7 separate regions of the Mus musculus genome follow, and regions 1, 2, 3, 4, 6 and 7 are each linked to region 5. A link is a contact called in public HiCAR-type, HiChIP or PLAC-seq and promoter capture Hi-C data. All regions are on one chromosome and are shown on one strand. Each heading gives the region's core, a stretch centred on a gene start, on an enhancer-like site or on the middle of the called end of the contact. The rest is flanking DNA. Distances are from core to core; before and after follow the strand shown. Region 1 has its middle 330 kb from the start of AA545190. Region 2 has its middle 310 kb from the start of Ndufa4. Region 3 holds the start of Ndufa4 (Ndufa4, mitochondrial complex associated). Region 4 overlaps Phf14 (PHD finger protein 14). Region 5 holds the start of Nxph1 (neurexophilin 1). Region 6 has its middle 370 kb from the start of Ndufa4. Region 7 holds the start of Phf14 (PHD finger protein 14).

Region 1 (3,965 bases), core at 989-3,488, 2.4 Mb before region 5:
AGTGATTTCATTCTAAATCAAATTATATCATAATAAAATAAAAATAAATGACAGAAAACTGTACATGTGTGTATGTATAAGTAGTATACTATATCTCTGTGTATCTTTAGCTATGATTAATAATAATTACTCTTATGACTTAGACTCCTTTTAATGTTCAATTTCTACTACAACTTGGAGAATAGAACAAAGTCATTACCAAATAAAGAGTCTTTGTTTATAGGACTTCAAATGAGCTATAAGCTCATAAGCACACTATAAGCAAATGCGTTCTAATTGATACGATACACTATTTTACTATTGGACTTGTAAGATTTTACCTGTCTTCATAGGTAAAATGAACCACTATATCTGATTTCTTGAAGTATTAGGCAATGGCTTTCCCAGATTCACTGTACCATGTGGAAAAGAACATCAGTTTTTGTCTTATTATTAACATGACTCCTTGCAAGGCTCACCTGAGTGCTTTGGTCCCCTGTCCTTCCACAGGTGTCTCTGCTGGGTGCTCTGGTCTGATGTTATTGCTTCCATATCAGACGCAGGCATGAAAGTCTTGCTCCCAGCAAGGAGCTGAGCACTTGCTGGCCAGCTTCCCAGATTCGCCATGTATCATTTCTTCTTTGCGCCCTGCAAATTTCTAGCAGCATGTGAGGGGACAGACACCACTTAAAGCATTTACAGCACCCATCCAACTCTTCCCATTGGTTTTAGAGCGGTTTTTCTGGGATGTTAGCTTCCTCTCCAACCTACTTCTTACTAAGTTTTTCCATAATGCCTGCATCCGTTCTCACTCCCACCTTTATTATATTAAATATGGATAATGTTTTTCTCAGTGAATTTTTCAAAGTAGATTGTAATCAATTTTGTTTGAGCATAGGGGATATTGATATCAGTTAAGTATATAACTTTCATTAAAAAAAACAGAATATTTAATCTTAGCCATTCTGACTGGTACGAGGTGGAATCTCAGGGTTGTTTTGATTTGCATTTCCCTGATGATTAAGGATGTTGAACATTTTTTCAGGTGCTTCTCTGCCATTCGGTATGTACCCAAGGAGCTAAAGGGAACTGCAACCCTATAGGTGGAACAACGTTATGAACTAATCAGTACCCCGGAGCTCTTGACTCTAGCTGCATATGTATCAAAAGATGGCCTAGTCGGCCATCACTGGAAAGAGAGGCCCATTGGACACGCAAACTGTATATGCCCCAGTACAGGGGAACACCAGGGCCAAAAAAATGGGAATGGGTGGGTAGGGAAGTGGGGGGGAGGGTATGGTGGACTTTTGGGATAGCATTGGAAATGTAATTGAGGAAAATATGTAATAAAAAATATAAAAAATTAAAAAAAAAACAGAATAGAATATACTTTACTTGGCAAGACTCATCAAGGAACACTGTGATAACATACTTTGATGAAGTTTCAGATCTCTGAATTTTGCCTGCTTTCACACAATTTGCCTACAATTTTAACATTATATATGCTTCTAAATATGCTAAACCTAATCCAAGGGAGCCTTGCTTATCACATGAAGGACACACTCTAAAGGGATTGACATATGAAAAGACATCAGTTTTTCTCTGGATCAGTCACAAAGGCAGAGGAGACTGTGCAAAGGCTGCAAGTCATAAGGGGGTCATTTTCATAGCCCAGAGCCTTGTGTAGGAGACTCATGATCCTGGGAATTAGAAGGATGATCTAAGTAATGTTGGCAGCATCAAACAGTGGCAGCTCTCATTGTTAATCCCCCTGCATTCACCTGGAATCTGAAGAATGTCTGTATCTCTGGGACTGGAGTGGAGCTAACTGGGCCAGTGTGCCTGTCTAACATCTCAGCTCTGCAAAATTGACTGAGCACTTGGGCCATATTCACAGGCTTCCCGTGGAATCACTGAAACAATCAGAGAGCATTCATTTCCTTAAATAGTTATACATCTTTGGGAGATTTGAGTCCCAATGACTCTATCATTCTGCTCATCAAAATACACTGGGATACCAATAGTCAATTAATAAATGCCTTAAATCAGACAAGTGGCCATTTCACATAATAGTGACATTCATGCATTTGAAGAAATCATAGGCGCAGAATAGCAGCAGATGTTTTTCCTTCCCACTATTGACAAATCAGCATACAGAAGCCTCTCACTGCACTTGGAGGAATTTAGGTCAGTGTGAGGAAATCAGTGCACATTTAAAGACTCTTTGTGTGTGTTTAAAATATGTTATAATGTTTTAAGAAACAGCCTTTCTTTCTGAGATGCTGGTAAGGCTTCTGCAGAGAGCTGCAGCTGTTCAGACGCATTCAATAGGATTGATTCAACTGGGAGGGTGGCATTGCAGGGGAAGGAAGGCTTCAGAGACACATGGCTATGTACTAAAAACATTTTGGAACCAAGATTTCAGGTCTAGAACAATAGTATCCAAAGTGGGGTACCTCTCCCAAGGACTAAGTAATGAAAAGAGAGACTGAAACTCCTGCTCATATTTGTTCTTTGTGTTTTATATTATATTATTACACTGATATATTATTGTTTGCAATATGTAGAATAGATTCTATTGTTAGACCATGAATGTGACTCACAAGGTTAATGTGAATGCTAAATGATAGAATTTTATTTATGCTTTTGTTGATGAGGTTGCAGATTAATTTATACACTCCTAAGTATGTTAAGCTGAGTTTGCAATGAAGAAAGAGAAGCCAGTATCCACTTGAGGGTGACAAACAGCCTCCAATAGATAGGTTGCTATTGGCTTACAGAGTCCCTTGGATAGGATTTCAAAACAGGCCTTGGGCTAAGTACATCTCTTGGTGGCCCAGAATATACATTAGCTCATTCCTTTGTCCTCCCAGTGCTCTGAGACATATCACATCCTCATGTAGCCGCCTGCCTCAGGCCCACGAAGCATATTAGTGAGGGCCTATCTTCTTTCTGTTTCTCCTCTCCTCATGCATCGTAGAGTTTAAAAAGGTAACAAAATTACATTCTTAGATCTAATAAAATATCTTTGACATAAATTTAGATATCTGGAAGAGAGAGCAGTGAAATACTTAAGAGACAAAATACGTAACTGTGGGTACGAGTGAAATGGTTCATCAGGCAATAGCTACTGCTACCAAACATAATGAGCTACGTTACAGCTCTAGAATTTACATGGTAGAAAGAGAACTGATTCCTCAGAATTTTCCCCCAGACTCCGCATGCAGGCATTCACAATCATATACTAACCATGACACTTGTTTGCCCTCATCCCTACACAGCAATTGTTTCTTTTCTAAATCTGGCAATTTTTTTTTAATTAGAGGATTATTTTATATGTATGGATATTTTTGCTGTCTGTTTGTCTGGGTAACATGTGTGTTTCTGCTGCCAGCAGAACACACCAGAGGGCACCACATAACCTGAAACAGGAATGATGGAGGTTGTAAGGTATCATGTGGGTACTGAGAATCATATCTTGGTTCCTAAAAGAATAACCAGTATTCTTAACTGCTGAGACATCTGTTCAGACTTGATAGATAATATTTTCAAAATATATACTAGCTTATTTTGGGATGCCTATGATTTAGATTAGTATCTGTGTCAATCATTGCTAAAGAATATCCAATAGAGTGGTAAAGAAAATTGAGGCTAGAAGAATGATCAGAGCTAAACTAATAAAAGTGGAATAAAAAGCCTCATGTGTAAATTGTTTTATATTTGTATTTTCTTAAAATCAATATTTTACTCATTTAAAGTAATTAAAGCTGATATTTTTAAACTATAGCAAAAGAACAACATACTAAATGACAGAAGGGTTGAACTTATAGTCCCTGCAAGTGCTTGTCTCTGAGTCTGCTTTGTCTGTTTTCAAATCAAGGAAGCAGACTGTGTGGTTTATAGATAGCTAAAATGAATCCACCAGGCTATGCACATAGGAAGGTTATAGAATTTCCACTGCCTGTAAAGTGAAGTTATTAAAGATA
Region 2 (4,045 bases), core at 120-2,619, 2.6 Mb before region 5:
TGTGGCATTTCCATTTATTTTAGTTTGAGGAATTTCATTTAAGGGAAGTGTAGGCATTTTATTTTGAAAGCTTTATTTCCAGCAGCTTCTTTTATGACTCCTGACCTTTATGTCCTATTTAGAAAGTCTTTTCCCTGCAAAAGACCATAAATTTACCTACCAAAAAATCCCTCTGAAATTCATGGCATTTAAAACTTTAATTCATTGGAATTTATTTTGATTGGTATAGTATGCTTCCAGCTATTTTAAATTATTATTATTTTTTATGTAGACTACAGGAGCTCACACCTGTAGCAGGGGATCTACATGGGTTCAAACAAATACAAAGTGCCAGTAAGAAACAGTCCCTGTGCACACAGGAAGGCTGGCACAAGTCCCTGCTCCCTCCTGGCGGCCCCTTCACATCACAAGGGGGAGCCTTCGTGCTTTAGCAAAGACTTGCCCAGCCAGCCCCTCTATTCCCAGCTTTTTGTGCAGCCTAGATTTGTTTCTTTTGGTCATGCAAAACAATGTATTGAGATGGCCATATGAAAAAGAGTGTTCTACAAGGTAAAAATCCTAAATATTGTTGAAACTGATTAAGATATATTCTTCTGCATAAGGAAGAGGTTTAACATTTATTTAATTATTCTTTCACTCCCAAGACAGTTATTGAAATATACTTTCTTAATAATGGAGTTCAGATCTGTGTTGATAGCTGAGGTCTTAAAGTGAAAAATCTAGGCAGCCAATTCCCCACCCCCCTTCTTCTGAATTTGCAATAGAAGCCTGCATGTGTCACAGATAACATAATGAATACTAACCAGTACCACTCATTCCATATTTGTTTATCAAATGATCACACTATTTAATTAACTAAACATATTTTAATTTACTCTCACTTGTTGGTATCATGCAGTTGCAAAATTTTGTTACCTCCACATTTGTGGATCTAAGGCAACTGCAGAGTATAGTCTATGGTGTCCAATCAATAGTAGATTGATATTGTCCTAATTTTTTCCTCTGTATAATACAGAACACTGTGGCTGTTTTGAGTGCAAGCTGCTTGTACTGTGACTATCATTTGCACTTTACCTTCTAGAACATGCTATAAGAAATGTACTCTGTCAGGCTGTCTCTTTTCCTGGCTCTGAAGCATATGCATTTATGAATGTTCAGATGATAAGTGTAGTATAAATGTGAAGTCCTCTCAAAAGACGGAAAAGGGCTCCCAACTATTCTTCGAGCACATATCCAAGGCTAAACATACGGCCCTGTCATCACAATTTCCTACATCCCCTTTCTTGTGGTTTTAACCTTCTAGTTTATTTATTACTGGAAGGCCTTATCTCTCCAGCCTGCTGCTCCAGACTGCTAGGCCAGGATGCAATGAAAACATAAAGCAAGGGAACCGCGGATGATCGTAAAATAGAAGGGAAATGGCCACAGCCTCCGCTGTGCTGCAGCTGCCCAGGTTTTATAGCCTGAGCCAAACCGTTGCACAGTGCTGGTCATGCTTAGCTCTCTTTTCATTTGGCATCACCAGTGAACCTTAGACTTCGCGAATGTGAAGGTTGTTCACCGAATTCCAGGAAAATTGTCAGCCGAGGAAGAAGAGAAAGGATATATAGCTGGAGGACCTCAAATGCCAAGATGCCTTTTAAAGGGCAAACAGCCTCTCCGGTGAAGAAATGTCATGCAATGAGATATCGGGCAGGAGGAGGGTGGAGGGGAGTTGAGAAGTCCTCTTTTATGTTTTCCCTCCTTTCCAGTGTATCCCCTTTAAGAAGTGATCCAGCCAGAGACTTGAGTCCCCTGCTGGTTGACTGAAAGTAGCAAACTGGGTGACAGCTGAGTCAGTTCTTTCTGGGAGCTCATCTGGCATGTGTGTGCCAGGGTTTTTTCAGGCTGTGCCAAAAGAGAAGAATGACTTCACTAAGTCTGAACGCGCTGCACACCCTCAGTAAACAGTATCCTAACAATACAGCGTTAATATTTTTGTAGCAGTAATAACGATGACGGTATGTTTTTGATCATCAAGTTCAAAGACACATTTTGAGTGCTAACGTATGATTTTCATAAAGGCCGAGTAAATGGTACTTGCAGTGGTCAGCTGACTCGAGTGTCGATCGATACTCTCATTTTAGAGGAAAAATTTCCAATTCCTATTGCAATGTAATAAATTTAATTGTTCAATGTACCCACAGCTAGAAATTTACGTGTGTAGAATACAAACCTAAGGAAATGAAATGCTCTTTATTAGGTTTTGAAAAATTAAAAAGGTTAAATAACAAAAGATACTACTCGTATTTGTGGGACTAATACAATATTTAGACATATGAGTATAATGGATAAAAATCATCCAGAAAAGTGAGGATATCTGTCCCACCAAATATCATTTTTTGTAGCGATAATATTAAAAAATCCTCTCTCCTTTTTAAATATTTATTTATTTATTTATTTATTTATTTATTTATTTATTTAATGTATATGAGTGCACTGTAGCTGTCTTCAGACACACCAGAAGAGGGTGTCATTACAGATGGTTGTGAGCTACCATGTGGTTGCTGGGAATTGAAGTAAGAACTTTTTTTTTTTTGAGAATTTTCTTTTTTTAATTTTTTTATTAGATATTTTCTTCATTTGCATTTCAAATGCATCTCCTTTACTAGTTTCCTCTCTGAAAGTCCTCTATACCCTCCCCCTGCCCTGCTCCTCAACCCACCAACTCCTGCTTCCTGGCCCTGGCATTCCCCTGTACTGGGGCATATAATCTTCACAAGACCAAGGGCCTCTCCTCCCATTGATAGCTGACTAGGTTCTAGGAGAACAGATAGTGCTCTTAACCTCTGAGCTATCTCTCCAGCCCAATTCTCTCCCCTTTTAAAAGGAATATGCTATATAATGAATTATAGTTACCCTCTTTTGTGATACCCATTTACCAGATCTCCATAACTTCCTCTTCCCAGACTCTGGTAAGCACTCTTCTACCCTTGCTTCTTTGAAGTTGAGTTTTTGACTTCCAAATATGACATGTGGTACTCAGTTTTCAGTGTCTAGCTTATTTCACTTGATCATAATATTTCCCAGATCCATCCAAATTCCTTTACTTTATCTACTGTTAAAGAATGAAGGTGATCTAAATAGACACTAAGAAGGAAGTTGTCAGAGATGGAATTCTAAGCAGTTATTAAGGAAATGAAAAGGAACTAATCATTTTATTTCTGAGCTCAGCCACTTAAGCCAAGAGATCAGAATATATTTCTGTGCCTCCACCTTTGCATATGTGCAATGCTGTGATTGCACTATCTGCTCCAGAAAGTGGAATGGGGAGGGAATGAATGAGCCACATAGACTTTGAACATTGTGAGGAACACAATAGACAATAACTGTTATACCTCCTCAAAGCTGTCCTTTTTCTGTATTTGCAAGAGAAATGGACAAGCTATTTGAAAAGAAAATGTAATAAGCACATATATTGTCATCCACAGAAAAGTGGTATAACATTCATTATATTAATGATCCTTGTCATCTCCGTGGCTTGAGTTATGATCGTTTCATATTTTACCCTGTGTATTTCTAAAATTTATTCTTAAACTTTTATATGCTGGGAAGTGGTGGCACACACCTTTAATCCCAGTACTTGGGAGGCAGAGGCAGGCACATTTCTGAATTTGAGGCCAGCCTGGACTACAAAGTGAGTTCCAGGACAGCCAGGGTTACACAGAGAAACCCTGTCTTGAAAATCAAAACAAAACAAAACAAAACAAAACAAAACAAAACAAAACAAAAGCAAAGCAAAACAAAAACAAAAACAAAAAACCCCAGCTTTCAAGGCTTTTCCTATTTGCAGTTAGGAATTAGTCTGGTGCCCTCATATGTCTTGGGAATGACAAGGGAGTTCTGTTACACTTCCTGTGGTCAGAGGACCTAGCAGGCGCTGATTCTGTGCAAGAGACACTGATTTTGGATCAGTATCCTTCAAACCAACTTCTTTTGTGTCAATTAAAATGGAACAATTGAAAAAAGAAACAATCTTTTAAGGAGCATATTTTAGGATTACAGA
Region 3 (3,760 bases), core at 289-2,788, 3.0 Mb before region 5:
TGAGGAAAGTAAAGTGACTTGACTTTAGCAGTCATACAGCTCATTTCCTAAGAAACAAAACCACTCCATCTATTGTCTACTCTAGATATTCTAGAGTATTCTGCTCTCGAGAAATACCGTGGGTTTTGCATACACACTCATCCATTATTTCAGTAATTGGCATGGATATGTTCACAGCTGCTCACCACTAAAGTTCTGATTTACTCTTTTTTTTTTATTCTTTTTCACTCATTCACCCATAACCATCCAACTATCAAGTTCTGTTGATACCACAAAATTTTCTCTGATATTTTTGGTGATTTTTTTTCCCCAATCAGTACATTCCTCCCCACCCCCAGGACAACTAAAAATTCTCTCACATGGACAACTACAATAGCCCTTTTATCTACTCCATTCTTCATAGCCAAAGGAATTCTTTTCAACCATATAATCTTATTGGTGAACTTCTGAAAGTCCTGAACATAAAGTCCTTGCATAAGTGGTCCCTGCCTCGGATGTGGCTCCTACTTTGCCTTCCCTTTTAAATGGTAGACTGTGTGCTTCATGCCTTCATGTGAATTGTCTTCCTTATACACCGCCACCTGAAGCCTGTACTGGGCTAATGCTACCTGTTCAGTTTAGCAGTTTCGGCGAAACCCTCTCCTTATTATTTGAAACGTTTTAACATGTGTAGGGAGTCCAAATTGTTGGCTGTGATTCGAAAGTGCCCATTAAACCTGCCCCAAGGAAGAACTTTTGGGTAAAAGTAAATTTGCAAAGAGATAAATGAACATTGACTTAGGATGGTAGAAAAGGTTAAGTTCAGCAACACGGCCAATGAAGATACTTTTAAGGATTCAATATCTGGACCAAAAAGAGATGGTGGCATGTTGCAAAACTTCTTTGGGGGGCGACAACTCTTCAATAGTGCCACGACCTAAGAATCTAGAAATCACATTGTAGAAACTATGGCCAGCTTTAAGTCACTTACTAGTGTTTCAACTTCTGTCCCTAAGCGCCAGTGAAAGTCAGGAAGCAGCTGCAGTCTTAAACCGCAGCCGTTGACCCCGGCGGCTGGAGACTCGACCTGTCCTGCGGGATCTGGGCGCTGAGCCTGCAGAGGCGCCTGGCAGCTCCCTCCGGGGCCCTCCGGGCGGCGCGGCGCGCGCCCCACACGCGCGCCCCCAAGCGCGTCCACGCGCGGCCCTGGCCGGGAGGCGCCGCTAAGGAAGCCGCGCCCGCCGAGCGCACTGCCAGCGGACCGCCGGATGACCCTGGTCTATACGCATGCCGTCCTGAAAAGTGCCTGTCTCACCAGTCGAGACGCTCTGCCTGCTATGCAAAAAATAAAAAAATAAACCTATCAAAAAGATGCATGGTGGAGAACTGATGGATCATGAACTCAAAAATGCGAAGAAGTGGTCGGGACATTTAGGGCAATCGCGCGAGGGCTGACTACCTATTCAGGCACCTTAGAGGACAGCCGCATCCGGGCTTTCCTGCTGCAGGCTGCCCTCAGCGCCAGGGGTCCTTCAGGTAGGAGGTCCTGGGTGACTTTGGACGTCCGCTCAGCCAGGTTGCAGAAGCGGCTTAGCGTGTGTCCTAATCTTCTCTCTGCGTGTAGGTAGGCCTGTGCCGCAAACATGCTCCGCCAGATCCTCGGGCAAGCCAAGAAGCATCCCAGCGTAAGTTCACGGTCTTTGCCAGGGTGGCCTCTTAGCTGTGGTTGCTCCTGCCCGTGTCCCCTGGGGACGTTCTCTTTTCTCTGTTCCTTGGGGTTACATTCTGTTGTTGGGATGACCTGATTGCTTGAAGCCTCTACCTGGGGTGGAGGTGAGGTTGCCTGAAGCAGAAGGTGGCAGAGATCAGGGAGAAAGGTAAACATTCTGAGTGTTGGAACACTGTGGCTCTCAGATTACTTGGTCCCAAGAGGGGTGAGTGGTACGTTGAGTGATTAGAATCCAAGAGAGGCCAAGTTTGTTATGCTGCTCTTTGCGGCTTTTAGAGTCACTGCATTGCACCACCAAACCTTCAGAAGTGCAAGGGATCGTCATCGTGTAATCCCCACTTTGCTTGGAAAACTTGACACTGGCAAAATTGATTTAAGTTTTCTTGACCTGTCACTTTCGTCCAGTATAGCTCGATAGAGGATGCTGTGTACCTAAAACTCCCACTGATGGGCCTTCATCTTTGCCTTAAGCCTGGTTTTCTAAATACTCAGCAAAATTAACTGCAGTCTGTTTTCAGAGTTCATTCCTAAAACTAGTGCTTTTAATAGGCATTTCTGTCCGCTAGTTATGCTCTTTATTTCACAGAGATTATGTTCACAGAACTTTTGGTTTTTCGAGACAGGGTTTCTCTGTATAGCCCTGGCTGTCCTGGAACTCATTCTGTGGACCAGGCTGGCCTCAAACTCAGAAATCTGCCTGCCTCTGCTTCCCAGTTGCTGGATCAAAGGTGTACGCCACATTGCCTGGCTCACAGAACTTTTAAGGGCCACTTTTCAGTAGTTCCCGAAGAGATTCCGCTCCCAGCCTACCAGGGAAGTATATCTCGTTACTTCCAGGGAAGCAATGAAATTTAATGGGAATGCTGTTCAAGACTTACAGAGGTGAATGTACTTGATAGGATTATTTGTTCATATAATTTAATCCATGTAAGGAAGTTGGACTCTTAAGCCAACACCATCCTGATGTCTTTTTACAGAGATCATGCCTTTAGAATACAATTGAAAGAAACACTGCTTCAATCCAAGTTCAACCGTTATTCCCATTGTAGGACAAATTAGCCAAATAGCAGATTTAGAGGTTGGCTTATATAGAAAGGAACCAGTGTGCCCTTATTTGGACAAGATCAAGGGATGTGATGATGGCTACTCTTCTTTGTCTATTTGTTTCTAGTTGATTCCTCTCTTCGTATTTATTGGAGCAGGGGGTACTGGAGCAGCACTGTATGTGATGCGCTTGGCACTGTTTAATCCAGATGTCAGGTGAGTGTAAATGCTTTAATATTTGGATGGCTAATCATCTGGCTGGGGGCCCCAGTCACGGGAGAAGTCACAGAGTAGAAACAACTACAGTTTGTAGCTTTGCAGTCAGCCCAGGGCTGCTGACTTTTACTTGGCTGGCTTCGTGAGCTCATCTCAATCTCGCCTCCCCAAGTTGTAGTTTCATATTGGTCAAGTAGAATTGCTAATACCAACTCTTACATTTTGAAGGTTGGATAGCACTTGAGGTTTTTTTTGTTGTTGTTGTTTGTTTGCTTGTTTATGTTATGGCTGGAGGCATCCTCACACTATACATCTGGCCGTCCTGGAACTCACTGTGTAAATCAGGTTGGCCTCTCTAGTGCCGGAATTAAAGGCATGCACCATCATGCCTGACAGCAGTTGCTTTTTATGAAATACGTAACCACGATTCCTGTTGTATGTGAGTGTAACCTACTTTTTCCTCAATAAACTGGTCTTTTTTTTTAGTTGGAAAATGATAAAAGCCAAATACAAACATTTCTGTTATAAAGACAGGGATGTAGACAGATATCCCAAAGAGTGGTGTTCTGTGATTTTACCAGTTACATGCTTGTTTACCTATAAACTCTACTTCTGTTTAGCTCTGTAATGAAAGTAATGCCTAATAAAAAGTGAGATTGACTTATTCAAAGTACTAGCTTCTAAGGAAGTATTTTTAAAATACTATTGTAAGTAGTGTTTCATTACTATAATAATTACAATATTTTATCCATTTTAGCTGGGACAGAAAGAACAACCCAGAGCCATGGAACA
Region 4 (3,871 bases), core at 1,008-3,507, 3.0 Mb before region 5:
ATGCAAGACCCAGAACTAAAGACTAATAGAGGAAAATATACTGAAAATACTTCAATATAGCGAGACCATGATTTTTCTAGGTAAGAGTCTGTGATGCTTTGAGTAAGAATGGATCCCATATCTTCATATATTTGAGTTCTTGATCCACAGTCTAAATGTTTTGGAAGGATTAGGAGATGTAACCTTGTTGAAGGAGCTATATCATTGGAGGTAGGCTCTGAGGTTTCCAAAGGCCAAGCCATTCCCAGTTAGTGCATGCACTCTCTCCCTCTCCACCCATCCTCCACCCAGCTTGTGCCTGCGGATCACATGTAGTCTCTCAGCTACTGCTCCAGAGCCATACCTACTTGCTACCATGCTTTCTGGCCTAATGGGCATGAACTATAATACCGTCTGGAACTATAACTCCAAAATTAAATGCTTTCTTTATTAAGTTTTCTTGGTCCTGGTGCCTCTATACAGCACCAGAAAAATAACTAAGACTAAATCCAATCCCTCTAAAAGCAAAAATTACTAAATGGGGTTACATCAAAGTAAATATTCCTGGTACAAAGGGAACCATTAAAACAGAGTACAGAGACAATTAACAGAAAGAAACAAGATTTTTGCCATGTTTTTATCTGACAGAAGTCCAAAATACAAACTATAAAACAAGAACTCAGTAGCCAAAATCCAAGTGATCTAATTAAAAAACACGGGAAAATGACATGAATACAAACTTTTCCAAAGAAGATATACAAATAGCCAATAAATATATGAAAGACATGTTCTGAATTACTAGCCATGGCAAAATGTAAATCAAACCTACAAAAATGTAATACCTTGCTCCAGTTAAAATAGCAATTTTTAAAAAGTATAATAAAAGTGAATACTGTGGAGATGTAGAATATATGAAACAACTCTACACTGTTGATATGGAGGGTCCTTAAAAACTACCCGTAAACCTATTCTATAATCCACCTAGCCACCTCCTACCTACACAGCCAAAGAATATGAAGTCAGAATCCAGAGTTATTTGCATGCCAAGTTTTAATATGGCACGATTCATAGTAACTAATATATATTCTGCATAGGTATCTGTTAATAAATGAATAGAGAAAGAAACCATGGTGTACTCTTATAATGGAGTACTATTCAGCTATGGAAAAAAATAACATTTACAGAAGTCTTTAAACGGGATGAAAAATGAAAGATATTAAAGACAATAAGCCAAATACAGAAAGACAATGTTCTCTTAATATATGTAGAAACTTAAAAGAAGTTGGCTGGCGGTAGAAGAGGAATTTATAGGAACTGAGAAGAGTACCAGAGGGCAGAAAGCAGAATAAATGAGCATAATCAATAAGTATTTCTGCATAAATGAAAACACCACAGTGAATATCACTAATCTGTACAAGTTATGTTAATAATAAAATAAATACAATGAAAACAAGATTCCATGACATTTTAAATTATTGAATTAGGATGTTCACACATATGACCAGTTAATTAATTATACAATATGAAGATTTACTCAAGAGTGGAAAAACTATACACTTTTTTACATGTCAAATAGTAGCCGGCTCTCAAAAAATACTTGAAAGAATAAGTCCATGAGCATCACACACTTTCTTACCCTCCTCTTCCTTCTATGACAACAGGGCTGTGACGTGGGAGAAGAAGTCAGTGCACTGGGTTGTACTGATACACAGGATCTGGAGACACAATGGAAGCAAGCTAACCTCCTGTGCATGAAAGGACTATCTAGGCTAGCTAACTGAGGTGAGGAAACCCTTTGTAAAGGTACACTAAAAGTGGTAAGTAACATTCCACAAGATGGGGTCCTAGACGGAATAAAATGGAGAAAATAAGTGAGTACCAAGCACTCCTCATTCTGTGCCTACTGGCTGTTCATAAAGTTGGGCAGTGTCTGCAGCTCCTGTAGCATTGTCTTCCTCGCTATTATGACTGGACCCTATGCAACTGGTTGGGAGCCAAAAGAACCCCTTTCTTCCTGAAGTTGCTGTTGTCATGTATTTTCGCCTAGCAATACATAAAGAGACTAATACAACTAGTAATCATTAGCAAATGCTCCAAAGGAGTTGAAACTTGCACTGTCATCAGACACTACAATGAATTACATGTTGAATTAAGTTTGGCCCCCAAAGATTCCTGTTTTGAATGCTTAGTCATGGTGAATGGCATTATTAGGAGGTGTGGCTTTACTGGGGGAAGTGAGGCTTTGTTGGAGGAGGTATGTCATAGGTGAGCACTGAGGCCTCCTACGCTAAGGCTCTGCCCAGTGTGAAAGAGCTCTTCCTTCTGGCTGTCTTCTGATCAAGATTACAACTCTCAGCTCCTTCTCCAGCACTATGTCTGCCTGCATGCTGCCATGCTTCCTGCAATGATAATGGACCACACCTCTGAAACTGTAAACTAGTCCCAATTAAATGTTTTCCTTTCTAAGAGTTGCCTTTATCATGGTGTCTGTTCACAGGAATAAAGTCCTAACTAAGAAACACGTGAAACGCTATTATGAAGCTTTAACCTTCTTTCTGACTCACATGGCATTATTACCTATCTTGACCATCTTATTTGTCTGCTTTGATTCAGACTGACATTTTAGTTGTTTCTAAAATTAAAAGCTACTTGAAAAGGTAGACTTGTCTTTAATGAGGCTATTTATCTAAAACAGAGGTCACATTTTTGAACCTTTAATTAACCTGAAAGATCTCAGCAGAACTAACATGGTATCCTTATAGAAATCTGTGTTTATTTGAACAATGAATTTATTTAAAAAAACAGTTCCTGATTTCAAAACAATAGGAAGAAGTGTAGGTATACAGTTCACTGACAATGTGTCTGTCTAGCATGAGCCAGGGCTTCTGGTAGATACAAACCAGATGGAGAAGCACATGCCTGTAATCCCACATCTCAGGAGAGGAAGCAGAGGATTAGAGTGTCAGGGTATTTAAGATACACAGCAAGTTCTAGGTCAGTCTGGGATAAATGACATTCTACCTGTCACAATAATCAATCAATAAATCAACAAGCAAACATATACATGTGCACACATACACATACACACACACACACCGCTAGGGTGTTGATAAGTGCCCATTATAACAACTACCTGAAAGGCTGAGGAAGGAGAGTGGCAAATTAAGTGACTGGCAACATAGGAGACTATGACGGTTTGAAGGAGAATGGTTCCCATAGGCTTTAATGTTTGACTACTTGGCCCTCAGTTGGTAGAACTGCTTAAAAGAATTAGGAGGGGTGCCTTGTTATAGGAGTTGTGTCACTGGGGGTAGGGGTGTGCTGTCTCTGTCTGTCTGTCTACTTCCCACGGTAGATAAGATGTGAGCCCTCAGTTACTGTTCCAAGTCCATGCTTGCTTGCCTGCTGCCATGCTCACACCATGATGGTCATGGAGTCACTCTCTGAAACTATGAACCCCTATTAAATGCTTTGGTCTCTAACTTGCCTAAGTTATGGTGTCTTATAATAGCAATCGAAAGTAACCAAGACATAGAATCTGTCTTAAAACAAGAAAATAAAATTAAGTAAACAGGGACCAGAGCACTACTGAATGGAACAATGCTTACTAAGGAGGTGTGAAGTCCTGGATTCAATTCTCAGTACCAAGAAATAACAAGAGAAAAAATAGGATAGAGAAAAAGTTCCTTCTGAATTTTCAATGGTAGTATTTCTTGGTGGGCTCAAGTCACACACCAGACAGAGCCTTTAATCCCAAATCTTAAGAGTTGGGAAGCCACTAATCAGGGTTTACAGCTGGTCTCAACTGCATGGAGTTCAAAAACCAACTTAGGCTACACTACTTAAGAACCTATCACAGAAAAACAAAAAGATGCATTAGAATCAAAGATGT
Region 5 (3,986 bases), core at 980-3,479:
TTAATGCGCTTGTTGTTGAGAATGCCGGCGCATTAGAATAAATCCAGCACTGTTGTTGTAATGAGTGGAAAACGGTTTAACTGCCAACAAACACATTTAAAATTTAACACAACGTATTGATTTCACTTCTGCTTTTGATAGATTATTTTCCAGACTATCGAAATACTCGCTTCAAGCAATAAACTGGACCATAGCTGAGAGCCCTGGCCTTGGGTGTGTGAGCACAGCCCAAGGACATAAGACAGTCCAGAGGTTCTAATCATAAGGTGTGCGGGAGAGGAGGGGCACGGTTGTTGTACCGATCAAGGGAATCAAAGGTGTTCCTCCCCTAAGACTTTCACTTTTTTCACTTTTCACTCCCTCCCACCTTACCCAATTTTAAAAATAAAAAATAAATTAAAAAGGCTTTGTTTTCTTTGATGGAACTTTCTGCCCTCCAACTCCGGGTCTTCAATGTCAGTGGGCTTACGGGACACAGGTGAGAGCGATAATGACCGAAGGTGGGCAATAGGAAGGACACCTTTTGCATTCGTCTGCATTCTAGCGGGGAAAGCACGGACCGGCGACAGTCTGAAAAGCTGTCTTTTGGATTGGCTGCCCTGGCTTTCACCTGTTTACCCCCAAGGTGTCCTGTGGGCGAGGACATTGATGCACAGCGCCCTCTGGCGTCTGCTTCTGCTACAGTCAGGCGATAAAGGTGCAAAGACTGGCAACGCTGAGGGTTCTTGAGATGCAGCCGGAAGCCGGAACCGGGTAAATACACGTACTCACACGCGCGCGCATATGTACCGGATTCACAGAACTCTCAGCCCCGCGATCGCAGGCGCCAGAGCTAAGACCGAAAAACACGGCCACTTGCAGGGATAGCACAGTATCCGGGCTGGTGGATTCTGAAGCTCTTGGGAATGAAAGACACTAACACCACTCTTAGTCCCATTTATCCAGCCGGTTTAGAAAACTCCAGCTGCTACCGCAGCGCCTGCGCTCCTCGCCCCTCCACAGAACACCTTGAGTTTTCGGTGCACTCCCGTGGCCCGGAATCTGCTGTGGAGTTCAGAACACTAGGCTCAACCTCGCCGGCAGAACGCGAGTGTCCCTGGCCCTCTGAGAAATCAAACGCGGAGAAAATATCACACTCTCCTAGGCTCGCGGTGATGCCCACAACTCCCTAGCCACACAGAGCGATTCTCCCCGCGTCGGTTCTAAGATTGTGTCAAGTCCAAACCTCCGAAAACTGATTCTGGAGGAACCTGGACAGGACAAGATTCTCTCCCTAGTGACAAGGCTTGCCATTCCCTAAAAAGAAACCCCTCACTGAAACTATGCTTCTGTTATTTAATGGCAACTGGACCTTGGAAGGCGAGAGAGGGTTATGTTTGCAGGTGTATCTCTGACCTAACTGCCTGGTCGTTTGCTATGTGTCTGGCGGATAAACTTACACCAGCTGCACCCCTGTAAGTCTCAGGGAGTTACCTGCACTTTCTTGATGTGCCACAAACCCAAATTGGGGGCGCTGGGGCAGTGGGGCAGTGAGTAGATTCCTGTTCGGCTCTTCAAGCCCACCTCCACCCCCTTTCATTTAAACTAGGTGGGGGAAGAAGTGCTGCTAAGAGTTTCATGATTCCCAATACCTTTCTTCTCCCCTTCCTCCCAAGGCATCCTCGCCTACTACCTCCTGGTTTCTGGACCTGTAAGGTCCTGTTAAGAATCATGATCCGGGAGACGGAAAATAGAGCAAAAAATGAGGATGAGAGCCTGAAAAACTCTCGCAGGAATCCAAACCAAAGCTTCCCAAAGTTCTTCCACTCTCTGGGAACACTCAGCTCTCACTGAACTGGCGGCCTCGCCCTCCCGCACCCCCCCCCCTCTCACCCCAGTTGCTTGGCCTCCAGGCTAGGGAGGTATCTCAAAGATGCCGGACCGGACCGATCGCCACTTACCAAGTAGACGGTGGGCTGCAGGAGGAGAAGAACGTACCAGCACGCAGCCTGCATCCTCCCTCCTCTCAAACTTCCTTGGCGGTGCCTTGGCTGAGTCTTTGTTCCTTCAAAAACATAGATCCACCTGACATCCACTTTACAGAGCAGGGAGCGCTCTCAGCAGCCTAGATACAAATGAAATTAGACATCCCATGACCACGCGGACAAGGCTGACGATCAAGCGAGGGGAAAGGGGCTCTTGGTGTGGAGTGATGGAGTCAAAAAGCTTGGAAGGGGGACGCAAAGATTGGAAAAGCGAGCCAATCCAGCTCCAGGAACAAGCGAGTGCGGTCCGCAGGCGGGCGGGCGAGCGAGCGGGCGGGCTTGAGCGGTGGCAGGGGGTTCCCAGAGCCCGGCGCGTCTCGGAAGCCAGCGCCCGAACGGCGGAGGCCAGAAGGGGTTAGGCACAGAGAGAGCAGCTCACAGGCTGGTTAGGAGGCCAACTGTCTCTGGCAGCCAGACCTGCCCTAGTGTTTGAAGGCGGGAGGCTGGGACTAAAGGCGGCGGCTGGTTCTTCGCCAGCCCTGGCAGGGTTCACACACGTACACAGCAGCAGAGAGAGATAGCAAAAGCAAGCGAGCAAGAGACTGAGAGAGGGGGGTGCGGGCAGGGCAAGGGTAGGTAGAACTGACCCGGATTAGGTACCCGTGAAATGGGGGTGGGGAGGGGGGTGCAATTTGCATATAGGAAAGCGGGGCTCAGTTTACCCATTTGAACCTCCTGAAATACAGATAGACACCCACAATCACATCCCTAGCACTACTTTTTTGAACGAAGGGGCACAGCCAGTTGCTAACTTCTACAGTAGAAACCTGTCTGGGACTCTGAGGGTCACCTATTAGACATGCCTTATGCCCAAGAAGAGTTTCACCCCGCTGTCCCTTCCTGGTGATGACCACCACCCTGCCCCAACGTGTCCCTGCCAAGAACGGTGGAGGCGACCGGTACATACCGCACAGGACTGGAGGCAAATGCAGCGAGCAAGAACCGCTCTGAACAGGCTCCATGGAGGAGCTACTACGGCCTGGAGTCTCCAGCGCCCGGGACGTGCCCTCCCCGGAGCTCCGTCTCCATGCTCGGGCGAGGACAGGTCCAGCTGCCTCGTCCAGCCTTGGCGGAGTCGTTGTCCCAGTGCCCGGGTCGCGATCCGGATTGGTCCGCGGGAGCCTAGGCTTGGCACAGTTGAATTCCCGGTGCAGGAAACTTAAGAGGCAAGAGAAGGAGGGGCAGGTAGAGAAGACGACGGAGGAAGGAAGAAAGGGAGGGAGAGAGACGAATGCGCCCGGTTGCTGCACCCGACCGACCCGGACTGCCTGTGTTGGCACTGACACCAGCAGCCTAGGACTCCCGGATTTCCGCGGTTGCCAGAGGATAGAGAATGACTTAAGGGGAGGAGACTGGGCAAGTCCTCCGGACTTGAACTTGAGCGATAAGACCCGAACCTTTCGGAAGAAAAAGAAAGCCACACAACAGGCGCGATGAGTCCCAGTTTCAGAAGGGGTGTGGTGACGAAATTTTGGAAGCTGCAAGCACAGGAAGCAGCCCCAGCTTTACCAGCAAGGCTGGAAAGCCCCAAGGCGACTAAGGATTGGTGTCGCGGGCGCTGTCCGAGGTCCTGCCCGGCCACGGGGGGACGCTCCGCAGAGCGCGGTTTCAACTCCCCGCCGCGACTGAGCGGTTTTCTCTTCCCGGTCGCGGCTGGTCGAGCCTACAGCCGGGACACCAACAATTACATTGACACGTGGGTGAACGACTCCTCAAAGACTAATTAATACCGCGTGTAAATAGATTCCACTCTCAGGCTCTCTGCGGGCCTCCTGGCCCTCAGGGAGGAATGAGCCCTGCTTGCGTCTCTGGTGGCCAAAGCACCCCCTGGGGGGGGAGGGGGTCGTTGGGAGGAAAGCGACCGCCAGGGGAGTGGCGAGAAGTGAGGCAGGGAGGTGCACAGGGCAACGGTGGGTGCTGGAGAGAGTAGGGTGCTCCAGTTGGCTTCGGGAGGGGCGCTGC
Region 6 (3,989 bases), core at 150-2,649, 2.6 Mb before region 5:
TTCAGCCAAAGTTTCTTCAATTATTCTGTTCTCATAAAAATATAGTTTAAGTCATTATGTATTATGCATGATTCTTTATGATAAGTAACTCACTGCTCTTCTACCCTAGGGTATAACTATAAATACTCATAACATTTAGCCCTCACTATTGAGCAAGCGTGAAGAAAATTTAGAACCAAATGGGAGCCATTGCTTCACATTTCATGATTCTGTATGCAATCTCTATTTTAAAATGCCTCTTTTATTATTATAAATATATTCCTTCCTGCCTAATTGTAACATCCTGAAGAACAATTATTGCCAATTGAGTTCATGGCACTTTAAAATAAGTAACTCCTGTGATTTGAAATGAGTGAAACAGTAATTCTATTGTAGATAGAATATTACAAAACTATTTCCTTAAATCTTATCTCCTCTAGTATGTATGGTCTTCTGGGGCTTGTTATGGATTTACTTTGAATGCTGATTGATAGAAAGTTCATCTTGGAGTATAAATTTAAGAAAATGGCCACAAGTTATTTTAGTATTCTTAGGACAGCAGTATAAGAACACTGAAAATAGTTTTGGAAAGAAACTCCAAGTATTACTATTCATGTAGTAGGAATATGTCCATGTCTATGTCCTGTCATTATATATAGAATTCTGAAGATGGATTGGAAACCATAACATGAAATTTTGCCTCCTATCCTGGGAAAACTATTCAAATACTCAAAGAGAGCTAATATGAGGATTAAGTGAGATGACGTATGAAAAGCATACAGATTTCAATAAATGTTGGTGCAGTAGGGGCTCCATGAGAAAAAAATCAGGTAAACTTTTATCTGTGCTGTGTGTGCTTAGTAGTGGTCCATCAAGGGTCTGAATCAGTGATAACTGCAATGACAGGGAAGACTTGGCTCCAACACTTCATTACACTTCTATTTTTATGGGGGATTTCTTCATTTCCACTGGAATGAACAAGTCAATATGCATGACTTATTCTGCAATGAACTTTGATGAATTTTTCTAAGTACATTAAAAATGAGTTGCATCCTTCTCTTAATGCGAGAAGCCCCTATACCTACACTGATAAACCCTCTGATGCACATGTAAGAAGGCTGGATAATGGGCATGAAGGACAATCATCTATATGTATATATAGAATAGATTTTTGCTTGTCAGTAATAACTCTGAACTGCCTACAGCATTCACTGTGCCTCTTAAAAGTCAGGTATTGTACTGAATTCAAAAATTCTCTTATGCTGAGCAGGGAAAGGAAAAAAAAAATCAAACACTTTCTGAATTGGGCCCAAATATCCAAGGTTAATTTTCTGAGAAAGCTGCAGCGGCTAGATAAGGCCATCCCCTGCAAATTAGTTTTGCCTGCCTGGATTACAGCTAAATTTATGCAGCTTGCCTTATCCTTTCGAAAGCGCCTCTGAAGTGTCGTAATTAACTGGCACACATAAAGTGAACGCATTTTCTGCTTGGTGGCAGCCATTCCTCATTTCATCTCCATTCTAACCCAAACGGAAAGGTAGTTTCTTATTCTTACTGTTAAAAACACACATGGATGCACTTGTGTGTGTGTGTGTGTGTGTGTGTGTGTGTGTGTGTGTGTGTATGTGTGAGTGAGCACGCATACAGGAACACACTCTCTAATATTATACCTCCACAAGTCTTTGAAAACAATCATAAAACAGCTTCAGAATGCAGTCTGAAAATTTAAAGAGGCAAATATACTGCTGAGAGAGCAGAGAGAAATTTTTCATAGATTGGAAATAAAGAGAACAGACACCTTTTATGAAGTGGCTAGACTTTTATTTTGTTCTTTTTTTTTTTTTCTTAGTAAGACTTGAGGTTTAAAACATTTCTTTTGTGCATTCCTTGTGTAGTTGAGTATCAAGGGAAACTAAAAAGCTTACTAAGAAATGGTGATACATATTTCTCTCTGTTTTGTTTTTATTGCTGTCTTTATATTTTATATCACACCTTTCATTTTTTAATATTAATACTACCACAAAATTTATTTTCCTAAATTATCACAAGCAGAAAAATCAATAGGTATCTTTTTGAAGATCTGATTTTATCTTTACATTTTTATATGTATGCACATAACTACATGCATGTACACTATATGCATTAAATTAAGTGTGTGTGCATAAATCACTTTGGTTAGATAAATTTTATTTTATTGCACAAAAGGCTAAAACAGTTAGTGTGTCAATATCGAAGAAAACCTTTGTCACTGTCTTCCTTATTGTCCCATTTGACTTTTTCCAGTGGTGATTGGACAAATTCAGATCTTCTAGTGAATCTTGCCGACACTCTTCATTATGTTGTGTTGTGTTTTAGAACACAAAACGTGGGGACTGAAGATGATCAGTTACTGCTGCACACTTTTCAGGCTCACAGAGTCAATAACGAGTGCTACCGGGAAATGCTTTCTTACTTCAACCACACTTCCATTTTTCTTTGGCTTCACTTCCTCCTCTAGTTATGGGGAGGATTAAATGAGTTACTATATTTAAGGTGTTCAGCTCTGTGCCTGGCACACAACACATGTCCAGTAAATGATAGCTGCTCCTCTTTAATTCTCAGCAGGATGTTGCTCCCACGTTAGATTACAGATCAGGCTCTGCTGTTTACACAGGCAACAGCTGCCTTCTCCCTTCTTTATAGCAGGAGAAGTACATCCCATCTTCATTTTGATTACTAAAAATTCTTTCCATTTCTGGAACCAGGCAAAAGAATACAAACCTGTCCTCATTTTAGTGACGATGTCCTGTCCATCTTCCTCCTCTGCACACTCATTCTGATATCACTCCACCTTCTCTCACTCAAATGGAATCCTTTCTTCCTTCTCTATTTCCCCACACTGGCCTCCTTTCTAGACATGTCTACCCCTTTCTACCAGCTACCACAAGAAACCCTTAGTGGTTCTGCAGAAGAGTATTATCTAATTACAGAAGACATCCAGTACACTTTACAACAGATTGCCTTTCCTTGATTATTTCTTCCTGTGGGAAAATTATCATACTGACACTGTCTTTGTTGGAAATAAATTCATTCCAGCTCTATTACATATGCAAGAGAGAATCAACACTGCAACATCCATCAGTGAGATCTACAGATTTTAGTGTATTCCACTTACCATATAGATAGCTTCTAAATGACATCAACTGCACTCTTGAGAATTCCCAGAAAGAATAGCACCTTTCTATTCTTCCTGAGGTACTGCATATGTGTGAGAGTTCATGGGAGGATTTTTTTTTGACATCATAGTAGAAGTGGGCAAGAGAGTCAGGGGTTTCTTGAAGGCAAGTACAGTCTTATTTAGGACAACCGAGTTTTGATCCTGGTTCTAGTTCAACAATTTGTGAAATGGTTGGAAAACAAATAAAGAAGAATTGCTTCCAATACTGATGCTAAACAGAATGCTCCCTTTGAGGACACCAGAAAGGCTTGATATTAATTGACACAGAACTTGAAATTGAAGTAAGGATACAGGAATGACACATTGTTTAAAGGCAGAGTCTGGAAAAATCCATGGTGGTGAGATTAAGATGATCTCTCGTGTTCATTGAGCTTAGCTATTCCAGAAGCGTATCTGATTCTGAACACTAGGGTGTAGGCTAACTTTTGTTTGGAGGCCTTATTTGAAATCTTAACACATGGGGAGGTCTAAGAGTGGACAATACATAGTTATATCATCACACTATGGAGAAACAGGGACCAATGGCCTGTTGCATGACTTTTCTATCAATATATCCAAGATGTGGTACAGAAGAAGGATCAAGAAAAGAATTCAGGCAAACAAGTTTAACCTGTGATGTAGTAAGTTTACTGGGATTGCTTATAGGATATCGTAAAGAGCTGCTTACAGGAGCAAGAACAGCCCAAGAACAGCTACATTGCCCAGAAGCCCATTCCAGCATGGGTGACAACTTATAAAATCTGTGTCCCTGAAGCTCCCTTCACAGCAGAAAAATAAAAGGCAGAAGGCTATA
Region 7 (4,090 bases), core at 1,369-3,868, 3.0 Mb before region 5:
TTTACAGAACGTAAACGTCGGAGTTTGTTTCATTGATTCCTATCTTTTAAACGGTAGCAACTTCTCATTTTAAACCTCACCTATGCACCAGTACTACCTTTCAGCAAAGAATACTCCTGTTAGTCAACCCTAGGAAGAAGTCATTTACCTCCTTTCCCTTTCCTTGTTTTCCTTCTTTGAAAGTACCAAACCTCAGTGAATCAACTACATAGGAGATAAAGAGCTGCAACGTGAAGGTTAGAAAACAGTTAATCGAGGTAATTTTTTGAGTGTTGACGGCTGGCGTGAACTCATTAGTTGCCACAATTGCCAGGCCATTTTGATTTGAGATTCTATCAATCCACTTTTAGCGTAGTCGGACCCACTGGCTATCAGTTTCTGAAGAACGTCATGAGCAGTCCTTTAAACTCAGTTCCTCTATGACTGTGAAGGAGTATCTCCTACATGAGCTATTATAAAGTTAAACGAGATTCTGTAGCAAATCACAATGCAAACTGTCTGCTGATGCTGTTAAGAGTAACACAATCCAAGGAATTTTTTGTTTGTTTTCTAAGACAAGGTTTGACTCTGTAGCCCTGGCTGCCTTCCAACTCGCAGAGTTCCTCCCCACTGCTAGGATTAAAGGCATGTGCCAGGAGTACCTGGCTGATGCAAACTAATTTCATCTCTTCTCACCACCTTTAAAAAGAGAGGTGAGAGTGTCGGAGAAAAGGAGCAAGACGTTCCAAACTCTCAGACTGCCTGATGGGACGGTAACATGTCAGAGGGGCTGGTGCATGATGGGATATTAAACTATGTCAGACGGACTGCAAGTGTGGTCTAGCAGCAGAGCCTGTGAAAGGCCCTGCGTATGCTCCCACTGCTTCAAGATAAGAGCCTCAGAAGAGCTGAACTCAGACAGGCTTTTATCTTATACTTTATCTAAATGTTCATCAATGGGAGCGAAATACAAAAAGGTCTTAATGTTCAGGTGTCCACTGATGCTTTGCAGATACAACAGCCTGTATCATTCTGTTTCTCGGGTTGCCTTAACTGAAACTTAATACATTAAGTACACAGAAGAAGAATGCACAAAGAAAACCTCTAATGTTCCCTCTCTGCTTTTAAACTATGTGAACATACAAGTTCACCACCTCTTCACATCACTAACTGGAATAAGCAAGCACTCAAGGCACTGGGCCACGGTACCTGCTGTTTTAAAGCACAAGGTTTCCTTGGGCTTCATTGTTAGCGAGCTCGTGCACAAAAAGAACTCCCCTAAGTATGCCTAGGGGGCTGATATGGGAGTAACACTGCGCAAGAATATTGTGGTCCATATTATTCATAATATACTCTTCTACATCTGGGGTACCTCAAGTCTTCACTCGAGTATATAAGCATAAATATAGTTTAGGGTATAGATTGGGAAAAATGTTTCTCCTTTTTGAATAAGGCTTCCTCCCTACCAGCTAACCATCTGAGTAAATCTGGACGGAAGCAGAAGCCATAGTAGGTTCTAATGAGAGGTTCTTAGGTTAATGTGAGAAATTAAATGACCAAAATAAATGGTTTGTGTGCACAGTAAATGAACATTTTAATCAAAAGTCTCAAAAAAAAATTAAAAAGTTAAAAATGCAGTGAACGGCAGAAAGCTGTGAAAGGGAGAGAAAGCAAACATTTACCTGAAGCATCTCCAACTTTAAAATCACTGTCATCTGAACTATCATAATCAAGAGCTTCCAGGAGAGAAGCGGCCAAAGGCTTCACCTGCCTCCTCTTGGAGCTGCGATCCACTGTTAAGAGAAAAAATTACAATCATTTTACAATCTCACCAAACAGGGAGAACTGTGATGCTGGGGGAAATAGAAATGACTTCGTGCACTGCACGGAATCTCCAATTGACTTCTCCACACTGAGCTTGGTGGGAAAAGTTGGGTTTGGGGGCGCTGGATGCAGAGAGCCTGGCTGCCCCTGACGTTAGGCCAGGACCAATGCAAACAGCCCACATCCTCGCAGACCCCCGCCTAACTTCTGACCACTCGGTAATCCCTCACTCAGACAACGTACGGCCACGCACGCTATCTCGGAAGCCAAGGGACCACGGAGCAGCTTCCAGCAAGGGTCCGTCTGTCTGTCTGTCCTGCAGGACCCACCCGGCCCTCCCTGCTCAGCACCGCCTGACTTGAAAGGAGAAGTGGCGCGGGGCTGAGGCCTCGGAGACACTTACTAAGGAATCCGTGAGGTGGTCGTTTGGAGAGCTAGGGAAGGCTGCGAGAGGCAAGGCAGCAGGGACGCGCAGAGGACCAAGGAGACCGGTCGGAGAGCAGCTACCGAGGCAGGGCGCTGCGCCGACCGAGCAGGGGCGACCCCGGGGGTGGGCTACTGTCCCTCCCCACGCCCCGCGCCCGCCCGCCCGCCCGCCCGGCGCCCCTTCCCCCGCGCTCCCCGGCCAGGGGCGCTAGGCCCGAACCGGCCGCCCTGCGAGGGGAACTGCCCCGGTAAAAACTGGAAATAAAAAGAAAACTTTATTAGCCTGCACCAGAAGCAACAAAAGACCCAGAATTTGCACAGCGGAGGGCCTTCTGTCAGAGACAATAGGGAGAACAGCGACCCGGATACAGCTCCGACAAGGAGGAAGTGAAAGCCGCCGCGGAAACGCCGCCCTGGGCAGCCGAAGCTGAGGGCGCATGCGCGCACTCGCTCCCTCGCCGGAACTCAGTAACTTTAAGAATATTCACAGATTCTCTAGTTCCATCCATCTGCCTAAGAACTAGTCATTGCTGGTGGGAGTGAAAACTGGTACAGCTACTATGGAAATCAGAGTACAGGTTCCTCACGAAGCTGAGTCTCCATCTACCTCAAGATTCGACTATAACACTTGTACTTCCTAGTTTTGTGTATCAACTTAACACAAGCTGGAGTAATCAAAGGAGCCTCCCTTGAGGAAATGCCTCCAAGAGATCCAGCTGTAAGGTATTTTCTCAAATAGTGATCAAGCACTGAGGGCCTAGCCCATCATGGGTAGTGCCATCCCTGGGCTAGTATTCTTTGATTCTATAAGAAAGCCAGGGGAAGAAAGACAGTAAACAGAACTCCTCCATGGCTTCTGCATCCACTTCAGCCTCCAAGTTCCTGACCTGCTTGAGTTCCTGTCATGACTTCCTTTGGTGATGAACAGCAATGTGCAAGTGTAAGCTGAATAAACCCTTTCCTCCCCAACTTGCTTCTTGGCCATGATGTTTTGTGTACGAATAGAAACACTGACTAAGACACCACTCAGACGTTGATATTTGCTCATTCATGTCCATTGCTGCTCTCTATATAATCACCAAAATTTAGAAACATTATAGATGTCCATAAGCTAATGGTTGAATAGTGAAAATGTTTTATAGTTACACAATGGAATATTATTCAGCTGTTAAGAAAAATGAAATTTGCAAGAAAATGGACAAACATAGCAAAAATTATCCTGCGTGAGGTAACTAGGACTCAAAAAGACAAATATTCCATTTTTCAAAGTTAGGAACATAAGTTAAAAAGAAAAGAAGAAAGACAACTATTTTGTGTAACTCCAGTAAGTAAGTAAGCCTCAGAAACAAGGCAGACAGGAGCCAAGCCCAGGACTGGCTTTAATAGGCTAATGAACGAATCTGAAGGTGAAGTTAAGATGCTAGTGAAAAAAAAGTCTAATGGGGGTGGGAAATATAGAGAAGACAACTAACACTAAAGACCCCTTCAAAAAATATATGGAAAAACTGTTTACCACTCTACAGGGGCCTGGGATAACAGAACCTAAAAAGAAGGTAGACTAAGTTCTCATGCAATAGCTAACTTTATTCAGAACATCAGAAAATTTAAACTGTAAGAGTTAAGAATCACAAGAGTAAAGAGTCCAATTGCAAGGAAAGCTGCACATGTCAAAAATGTCTTTTCCTTGGTGGTAATAAACAAATAACAATAGTTAGCTGTGATGGATAAGCTGAAATAAACTCACTCCTATTCACTACACCTGGGAGGAGCACGAAGCAGTCCAAAAGCAAGTTCTGTGTTCTGAAGAAACTGAGCTCCAAGACTCTTGTCTTGTTGTCTTATAGTCTCCCAAGCACTCAGA

Evidence for each region. Promoter capture Hi-C pulls out the DNA fragments that hold promoters and counts their contacts. HiCAR-type assays count read pairs that join an accessible place to other places. HiChIP or PLAC-seq counts read pairs in DNA pulled down with a chosen protein or histone mark.
Region 1: an H3K27ac HiChIP or PLAC-seq map of SST interneurons shows a contact between it and region 5, with 15 times the contacts expected there. The contact joins the enhancer-like site here to the promoter of Nxph1 in region 5. A contact is called at or near these places in 8 of 39 promoter capture datasets (the 3T3-L1 cell line, cranial neural crest, frontonasal cranial neural crest and 4 more), 6 of 115 datasets of contacts at active chromatin or transcription factors (SST interneurons, embryonic forebrain, embryonic midbrain and 3 more) and 1 of 9 other capture datasets (embryonic stem cells).
Region 2: a promoter capture Hi-C map of hippocampal neurons shows a contact between it and region 5, with 10 times the contacts expected there. The contact joins the enhancer-like site here to the promoter of Nxph1 in region 5. A contact is called at or near these places in 7 of 39 promoter capture datasets (cranial neural crest, embryonic stem cells, frontonasal cranial neural crest and 4 more), 1 of 15 datasets of contacts at CTCF or cohesin (pro-B cells), 2 of 484 Hi-C or Micro-C datasets (LSK cells and cortical neurons), 5 of 115 datasets of contacts at active chromatin or transcription factors (SST interneurons, astrocytes, embryonic forebrain and 2 more) and 1 of 9 other capture datasets (embryonic stem cells).
Region 3: a HiCAR-type map of astrocytes shows a contact between it and region 5, with 14 times the contacts expected there. The contact joins the promoter of Ndufa4 here to the promoter of Nxph1 in region 5. A contact is called at or near these places in 7 of 39 promoter capture datasets (cranial neural crest, embryonic stem cells, frontonasal cranial neural crest and 3 more) and 8 of 115 datasets of contacts at active chromatin or transcription factors (astrocytes, embryonic forebrain, embryonic midbrain and 4 more).
Region 4: a promoter capture Hi-C map of stem cell-derived epiblast-like cells shows a contact between it and region 5, with 6 times the contacts expected there. The contact joins the enhancer-like site here to the promoter of Nxph1 in region 5. A contact is called at or near these places in 7 of 39 promoter capture datasets (the 3T3-L1 cell line, cranial neural crest, hippocampal neurons and 4 more) and 4 of 115 datasets of contacts at active chromatin or transcription factors (SST interneurons, embryonic forebrain, embryonic hindbrain and 1 more).
Region 6: an H3K27ac HiChIP or PLAC-seq map of SST interneurons shows a contact between it and region 5, with 12 times the contacts expected there. The contact joins the enhancer-like site here to the promoter of Nxph1 in region 5. A contact is called at or near these places in 5 of 39 promoter capture datasets (cranial neural crest, embryonic stem cells, liver and 1 more) and 4 of 115 datasets of contacts at active chromatin or transcription factors (SST interneurons, astrocytes, embryonic forebrain and 1 more).
Region 7: a contact with region 5 is called in a promoter capture Hi-C map of embryonic stem cells, with 12 times the contacts expected there. The contact joins the promoter of Phf14 here to the promoter of Nxph1 in region 5. A contact is called at or near these places in 4 of 39 promoter capture datasets (cranial neural crest, embryonic stem cells, frontonasal cranial neural crest and 1 more), 6 of 115 datasets of contacts at active chromatin or transcription factors (embryonic forebrain, embryonic hindbrain, embryonic midbrain and 3 more) and 1 of 9 other capture datasets (embryonic stem cells).

What each region holds. Positions count from the first base shown.
Region 1 is chr6:11,304,519-11,308,483 of GRCm38.p6, reverse strand. No RefSeq gene overlaps it. Among named protein-coding and RNA genes, the nearest start is that of AA545190, 330 kb to the right of the region's middle. Within about 2 kb of position 2,238, at least 13 of the 459 cell types and tissues checked have an H3K27ac peak or open chromatin away from gene starts, as enhancers often do. A contact at or near this core is called in SST interneurons and oligodendrocyte precursor cells, where this site is marked.
Region 2 is chr6:11,591,470-11,595,514 of GRCm38.p6, reverse strand. No RefSeq gene overlaps it. Among named protein-coding and RNA genes, the nearest start is that of Ndufa4, 310 kb to the left of the region's middle. Within about 2 kb of position 1,369, at least 54 of the 459 cell types and tissues checked have an H3K27ac peak or open chromatin away from gene starts, as enhancers often do. A contact at or near this core is called in LSK cells, forebrain and hippocampal neurons, where this site is marked.
Region 3 is chr6:11,905,228-11,908,987 of GRCm38.p6, reverse strand. Ndufa4 (Ndufa4, mitochondrial complex associated) reads left to right here and starts at 1,538. Exons shown (of 4, transcript NM_010886.3): 1 at 1,538-1,664; 2 at 2,880-2,968; 3 at 3,726-3,760. The coding sequence starts at 1,623. It also overlaps a transcript of Phf14 not described here.
Region 4 is chr6:11,946,712-11,950,582 of GRCm38.p6, reverse strand. The region is part of intron 4 of Phf14 (PHD finger protein 14); the gene reads right to left. Among named protein-coding and RNA genes, the nearest start is that of Phf14, 23 kb to the right of the region's middle. Within about 2 kb of position 2,257, at least 22 of the 459 cell types and tissues checked have an H3K27ac peak or open chromatin away from gene starts, as enhancers often do. A contact at or near this core is called in stem cell-derived epiblast-like cells, where this site is marked.
Region 5 is chr6:8,948,262-8,952,247 of GRCm38.p6, reverse strand. Nxph1 (neurexophilin 1) reads right to left here and starts at 2,229. Exons shown (of 2, transcript NM_008751.5): 1 at 1,941-2,229. The coding sequence starts at 1,994.
Region 6 is chr6:11,532,546-11,536,534 of GRCm38.p6, reverse strand. No RefSeq gene overlaps it. Among named protein-coding and RNA genes, the nearest start is that of Ndufa4, 370 kb to the left of the region's middle. Within about 2 kb of position 1,399, at least 8 of the 459 cell types and tissues checked have an H3K27ac peak or open chromatin away from gene starts, as enhancers often do. A contact at or near this core is called in SST interneurons, where this site is marked.
Region 7 is chr6:11,924,409-11,928,498 of GRCm38.p6, reverse strand. It overlaps Phf14 (PHD finger protein 14), which reads right to left and starts at 2,618. Exons shown (of 18, transcript NM_001168382.2): 1 at 2,207-2,618; 2 at 1,662-1,772. The coding sequence starts at 2,207.